2 separate regions of the Mus musculus genome follow, and region 1 is linked to region 2. The links are chromatin contacts, called in public Hi-C maps. All regions are on one chromosome and are shown on one strand. Each heading gives the region's core, a stretch centred on a gene start, on an enhancer-like site or on the middle of the called end of the contact. The rest is flanking DNA. Distances are from core to core; before and after follow the strand shown.

Region 1 (3,610 bases), core at 804-3,303, 280 kb before region 2:
AGCCTTCTCCTTGCTAAGGACTAAGCCAAACTCTATCTTGGGACCTTTTATTTTTATTTTTTATTATTTTTATATTTTTATATATATATTTTTTTTTGCCCAGAAACCATTCAGCTTTGGGTATAAATACTTCTTCCCTTTTTTCTTCTTTTTTTCCTTTTTAAAAATATTTGTTTGTTTAATGTATGTAAGTATACTGTTGCTATCTTCAGACACACCAGAAGAGGGCATCCAATCCCATTACAGATGGTTGTGAGCCACCATGTGGTTGCTGGGAATTGAACTCAGGACCTCTGGACTATTGGTATGTCTGAAGACAGCTACTGTGTACTCATATAACATAAATAAATCTTTTAAAAAACAAAAGAACAAGAACAAATCAGGAACAAGCATATTTTCTGAAATTGGGCCTTGTGGTATATGCCTATTAATCCCAGTACCAGAGGGTTTGGAGCAGGAATATTAGAAACTCATCAGACACCATTCTCTTAGCTATGTAATGAGTTGGAGGCCAGCCTCAGGTACATGAGACCTATATCAAAACAAACCATAGGTAGACTAGGAGTGAAGCTAATGTTTTCCCAGTACTTGGAAGGCTGAGGCAGAAGGATCACAAGTCTGAGGCAACTTGGGCTACTTAGTTTTTTGCTAGACTGGACAACAGAGAGGAATACATCAAAAAACAAAACAAAACAAACAAACAAAAACCCAGAGCCAGAGGTCTGGCTGTGGTGACACTTAACTCCAGCAGTCCTGAGGCAGAGGCAGGAGGCTCTACTGAGTTGGAGACTAGTCTGGACTATATATCAAGTTCCAGGACAGCCAAGGTTACATAGTGAGACCCAATCTTTAAAAAGAAAGAAAGGAAGGAAGAAAGAAAAGAAGAGAGAAAGAGAGAAGAGAAGAGAAGAGAAGAGAAGAGAAGAGAAGAGAAAAAGAGAAGAAGAAGAAGAAGAAGAAGAAGAAGAAGAAGAAGAAGAAGAAGAAGAAGAAGAAGAAGAAGAAGAAGAAGAAGAAGAAGAAGAAGAAGAAGAAAAAAAAACTAACATAGGTAGGGATGGAGTCACTGGCCTGTAACTCCAGATTTTGGGAAATGGAGACAGAGCATGAAGGTAAGGAGTTCAAAACTGGCCTAGGCTATATAAGACCCTGATTCAAACAACAACAAAAAACCCAGGTATGGCAGAGCGGGCGCAGGGTAGGGTGTGGGCTGGGCTGGACTATAGAGTAATGTCTTCACTCAAAAATACAAGACAACAAAACAAAGCAAAATGAACCCCGTGGTCTGGGTCATGACTTGGGAAAGGCGGCCCCATCTTTAAATCCATTGTCAGTTTCTGTACCCCCTCCTTCCCTCCTAGTTCCCCAGTTTCCGAGCCTGCTCTGACTGACACCGCCAGCTGGTCCCGGGTTTCACAACTGGGTCTCTGTCAAAATACGGACTGGATAACGCCTTCCTGAGAGAGGAGGATTGTAGGAGCTAATAGCTTCTGTGGATGAAGTGGATTGGAAGGTTAGGGCGGGGCTAATGACTTGAGGGCGGGCTCTAAATTCTGAGGGCGGGGCTAACTCTACTAGAGCGTCTGGTCCAAGGTTCCAGTCCTGAGATGTTCAAGGGGGTGTGGCTATTTGCTCTAGGGGCGGGATTAGAACTTTTGTTGTTTCTAGATTTAGGGGGTGGAGCTAAGAGCCCTGGGGGCGTGTCTAGCTCTAATAAACAAGGAGCGGGGATCCGGCTAGGATACAGGCGCAGGTTATAGAATAACCTGTCATATTTAAGGTTTCAATGTCAAGTTCTGGTCGTGCGAGGGGACTTATGGGAAATCAGATAAAAGATTTAGAGGAGGCTTTCGGGAATAGGAGTGTCTTCTTTCACCCCATCCTCCTTCCAGAGCTGAGGGGCGACGCTTCAGGATGAAAAGCAGGAAGGACCCTGCCCCTTCAAACCCGTCCGCATCCTTATTGGCGGAGGAGCCTGCGCGACAGACTCTCATTGGTTCCTAACGGGAGAGGAGGGTGTAGAGAGAATACACTCAGGTTTGTGGGAGGGACCAGACAGTACCTAGGGGGACCCCGACGCAGCCAATCCTGACCTGAAGACTGTTGCGGGGGTTGGGGGAACGGACAGAGCAGTCTCTCGACACCCTTACAGGGCATCCTAGGGGATGACCCCTGTGCCAGGCTCAGAGCCGGCCGCCTGATGCTGGGTGGGCCGTGCTGGGGATGCTGGAACGAAGGGCGTTGCTATGGCAACGGGAGGCAGGGCCTGGGGGGGGGACCGGGCCCGAGCTGGGGCTGCGGGGGCCGGCGGTGGCTGTGGTGGGGCAATGGCGGAGCGCGGCCCGGCCTTCTGCGGCCTCTACGACACGTCCTCTCTGCTGCAATACTGCAACGGTGAGAGCCCCCTTCCTAGTTCAGACCCTGGCCCCGCCCAGGGTGGACCTACCTCCTCCTGCCCCAACCCTTTTCTTCCAAGTCCTTATCTCCTCCCTTGTGAGAGATTCTCCCTTTCTCCTCATCAACAGGATTCTGACCCCAAAACAAGGTCCTTTATCCCCAAAGTCACGATCCTGCTCCCCCTATCCCAACAAACACCTGCTCCGAAGGTGTCCAGACAGAGGGAAGGGTAAAGATCGTAGAGGAGCCTGTGAGGGAGAGGGCAGACCTGGGGTTGGGGTAGGGAGTCAGCTCGATGTGGAACTCTTTCTGCCCCCTACCTCCTCAGCCCCTTCCCCGGGACCCTTCCCTGTCTTTGGGCATAGCAGGGGGAAATGCTGAATTGAGGGCTGGGCTTGGGAATAGTAAAACAGCAGAAGACTTTCTGTACACTGCACTGTCTTCAGCTTTGCCTCTGCCCCCTCTCCCCACCCCAGGTAGAATCCTCTTCTCCCCTAGACAAATGTGTATGGCGCCAGTAGGGCCATTTTAGTACGAGGGGAGCTGGGCTGGAGGAGTGGAGAGGTAAAGAGACGCGGAGAGTGGACACTGGTCTCTAGGCCAGGAAAACGTCCAGGAGGAAGCCAAGAGCTTGAGTCATGGGGTGGGACCATCAGGCCAAGCAAGGCCTCAGATGAAAGCTGACGACCGTTCAGGGTCAATGTGCCCCCATGTCAATCAGGGGGCCTTGCCAAAGGATCATCTCAGAGTTTGGAGGTCACTCCCTTGGGCACACAAACACTTTGCTAGGGACCCCTAGAGTTGGCAAAGGAACTAGAATGTTATTTAATCCCCCATCTACCTTCTAAAGGTTAAGGACCACAGGGTGTCTCAGGCTAGGCCAAGTATGGGTTCTGGTCCTGAAAGAAAAGCTGTGTCCGAATCAAGTGGCTGGGATCTTCTGGATGACAGTCCTTGATGAGGCCTCTACAGCCATCAGAGTAGAGGGTGGGGGTGGGATAGCTGCCATATTTATTGGTTCATCTTATTTTGGATTTATTAAGCTCATATCATGATGTGGGAAACATGTTAAGTGTGGGGCCTAGCTCTTGTATTTCCAACGGTAACATTATTTACCGGAGGTAGAAAAGGGCTCAAAATAAGGTGGGTTGCTGGCTCCCCTACCCCCTACTGGCTGTGCAGTCCTTGGCTTATCTCTAAACTCCCTGACACC
Region 2 (3,409 bases), core at 57-2,556:
GGCCTGTGGAGGGCAGAAAGCTGAGGAGGGGGGGTTTCTTCCAGAAAGCCCAACATCCAGCAAGGAAAGGGGGCTCGAGTTAGCAGGGGGTGTGAGGAGGGGGTGAGGAGGTGAGACTGGGGAGAGCCTCAGGAGGCGACCAGAGTCAGCCTAGTCTGGGGCCTGGAACCCTAGTCTTGGATGGGAGGAAGCCCGCAGGGTTGGAAGCCAAGGCTTCCCTTAGAAAGACTGGACGGGTCCCACCAAGGGGACCCCAGAGGCGACTAGGATCCAAGGACAGGGCAACCTGGCACAGCAGGGTCAGGCCAGGGAGTGGAGACACCTTGAAGGAAGCGGGCAGGGCCCTGCGCCCAGGTGCCGTTTGGCTTCCTGGGGGAGGCAGCTAGCAGGAGCCCAGGCGGAGCTGGGGACTGGCCAGGGGTAGCAGGGGAAACCAGCACCCCAACTCGGCAAGAAGCAGGGAGGACAACAGGGCCAGACTGGGTCGAGCCTTGAGGGGGGAGGGGGGAGACAGGGCTGCGCTTCGGGGAACAGGGGCCCGTGCCATCCGGGAAGAGTCGAGGCCAAGCTGCGGGCGAGCGGGCGAGCGGGGGACAGCCGGGGCAGCCGAGGAAGGGAGGGGCTGCCGGCGGGCAGGGGAGGGGGCTTCCTGGAGGGAAGAGACCGGGCGGAAGCGTTCTGCAGAGGGACCGGAGAAGAGTCCAAAGACAGGGGCGCCCCTAGGGGTCGGGCTGGGCTGGGGCTGTGGGGAGGAGGGAGCAGAGAGGCCTCAAAGTCATGGGAAGCGTTGGTCTGGGCTGTGGAGCCCGGAAAGGAGTCGAGACTGGCGGGGTCAGTGGTCCGGGAGGGCGAGGGGTTCTATGGCTGGACTCAGGCAGGGCTCCCCAAGGGGCTGGGCCCCACTCACCGTGTCCGAGTTTCGATCGTTGCCCGGGGCCAGCGCCGTCCTCGAAGACATCTTCTCTGGGGTCCCAGAAGGGAAAGGGACAGGGGCGGCCGGGCGGGGGGGGTGGGGATCCCGGGGTCCCCTCTCTTCCCCTCCCCCCCCCCAGCCGACCTGGGGACGCGAGCTCAAAAGCTGGGCGCCGTGGACGCCCGAGTCCTCGCAGAGCGAGAGCAAGAGAGGGCAGGACGGGGGAGGGGAGAAGACACCGAGGGTCCTAGTGGCCCCGTGCAAGGGGAACCCGGGGCGCCATCTGGGCGGCGGGCAGGCGGGAGGGTGCACGGGCGGGGGCCGGGGAGGGGGCGCGGAGCCGGCCCGGGGCGGCGGCGGAGGGAGGCGACCAAGGGGCCGGGGAGGAAGGGACGTCAGGGGGAGGGGCGGGAGGGGCGGGGTCCGTTTAAACTCCGCCCCCTGCCGCCGGCCCTTAAAGGTACAGGCCTGGGCTGGCTCCGGGGTTCTGGAGGCGGAGGCAGGTCTGGGCGTGCGGGTCTCCAGCAAGTTCTCACAGGAGACTCGGAGTCACGGGCAGAGAGTTGCTGAGGAGAGAGCAGAGGGAGATGTTGAGAGATGGGAAAGGGGACACACAGACACGAGGTAGGAAGAAGCAGAGTCACAAAGAGGGACAGAGAAGCCAAGGACAGAGACAAAGGGACGGACAGAAAGGGGACAGAGACAGGGAGACACAGAGGCACTCAGACACACAGAGACTGAGAGACAGAGACACAGATACAAAGACAGAGAGGAGAGAGGAGAGAGAATCATATGCCAAGGCGGAGGGAGGGAACGAAAGAGACAAAGAGAAACTCCAGGACTGGAAGACTGCCGAGGACAGGAATAAAGGAGAAGCAGCAAGAAAGGAGAGAGAGAGAGAGAGAGAGAGAGAGAGAGAGAGAGAGAGAGAGAGAGAGAGAGAGAGAGAGAGAGAGAGAGAGAGACAGAGAGAGACAGAGAGAGAGAACTGTGTACCTGTCATTCGGACCCTCAGGAGGTTGAGATAATGGATTGCTGTGAGTTCAAGACCATACACAACAAGACCCTGTCTCAGAAAACAAAAGCCAAAATTGAAGCCAGTCCCTGGGTTCAAGGACATCCTGAACTTCAGCCCCTGGTGGGGTAAGGGTAGATAACCCGCAGCCCCGGCTGGTCTCACTTTCTCAGTCTGTACAATGAAGGAGAGAGAGCCTCAGTTGCCTCTCTGGCTAGCTGGAAGCCCAGACAGGTGTTGACTTGCAGGGGCAAACAGACTGGAGGGGGAGGGGAGAGGGCTGTGCTGAGAACACACAGTGCCTTGTGTGTGTGTGTGTGTGTAGGGAGTGCATCACCCTGGTCCAGAGCCCATTGTCTTGCTGTCTTAGAAATTCTCCCTGAGCCTCAGTTTCCCTTTGTGAAAATTAGACGTTGCAGGCATAGTGGTCCTGGAAGGACTGAAGTTCTAGATCATCCTTAAGTACATAGTGAGTCCAAGACTAGCCTGGTCTACATGAGACCCTGCCAGACAGAATGAAAGCCAAAAGAGACAGAGGTTAACAGACATGTGCTAGCTAGCTCAAGCAAGCTGATCATAGGACTAGCTATTAAGCACGAACATTTTTAAAAGTTAAATTATGCAAACATGTAATTAAGCAAATTGTATTAAAAATTGGCAGGGGGAGGGGGTGGGTGCTGGAGAAATGGCTCAGCAGTTAGGAACACTGGCTACTCTTCCAGAGGACCTGGGTTCAGTTCCCAGCCCTCCCCACCCCCCACACACACATACATGGTGGCTCACAACCATCTGTAACTGCAGGTCTATGGGACCTGACACCCTCTTCTGGCTTCCCCAGTGACTATGTGCATGTACACACACACACACACACACACACACACACACACACACACGAGGCAGAACACCCAAAAACATAAGTAAACATAAAAGCTATAAAAGTAAAGAAAAGGCCCAAAGTGAGAGTAAGTGTGGCAGAGCTCAGATTATTTATTATACTTGAACAATTTATTAATTTTGGGGAGCAGGGCATGTGTGTGATGGTGAGGGAACAGGTTTTGGAAGTCAACTGTCTCCTCTCTCTGTGGGTCCCCAGGATCAAACTTGGGTCACCAGCCTCAAAGGCAAGAGCCTTCACCCCACCTCCGCAGCCAACCCTATGCATTAATTGATTTGAGACTGGTTATCATGTAACCCAGGCCTCCTGGAAGCTCTCCTATTGAGGTTGGCCTTGATCCTCCTGCCTCCACCTCAGGGAGGGCTGAGACTGCAGGTGTGAGCACCACACCCAGTTGTCTCTGGTTCTGGGAATTGTTTGTTTTTCTTTTGTTTTAACTGGAGAACACAGACTCCTCTACCACAGATTATGCAGTCACTTCCACAGTGGGGAAACTGAGGGCTCAACAATCCAGAGAACCCTGGCCCTGAGAAATCCACCTTTTTGATCACTCTAACTCCCCTGCCAAGTAAGTGTTTTTTGAGAC

What was found. A called contact is a pair of places that touch in the nucleus more often than the background predicts.
Region 1: a contact with region 2 is called in a Hi-C map of embryonic stem cells, with 2.7 times the contacts expected there. The contact joins the promoter of Eml2 here to the promoter of Mark4 in region 2. A contact is called at or near these places in 2 of 484 Hi-C or Micro-C datasets (cerebral cortex and embryonic stem cells), 2 of 115 datasets of contacts at active chromatin or transcription factors (embryonic stem cells and microglia) and 2 of 9 other capture datasets (liver and pancreatic islet).

Annotation. Positions count from the first base shown.
Region 1 is chr7:19,174,368-19,177,977 of GRCm38.p6, forward strand. Eml2 (echinoderm microtubule associated protein like 2) reads left to right here and starts at 2,054. Exons shown (of 22, transcript NM_001347582.1): 1 at 2,054-2,394. The coding sequence starts at 2,247.
Region 2 is chr7:19,457,537-19,460,945 of GRCm38.p6, forward strand. It overlaps Mark4 (MAP/microtubule affinity regulating kinase 4), which reads right to left and starts at 1,307. Exons shown (of 17, transcript NM_172279.2): 1 at 908-1,307. The coding sequence starts at 958. It also overlaps the pseudogene Gm23099.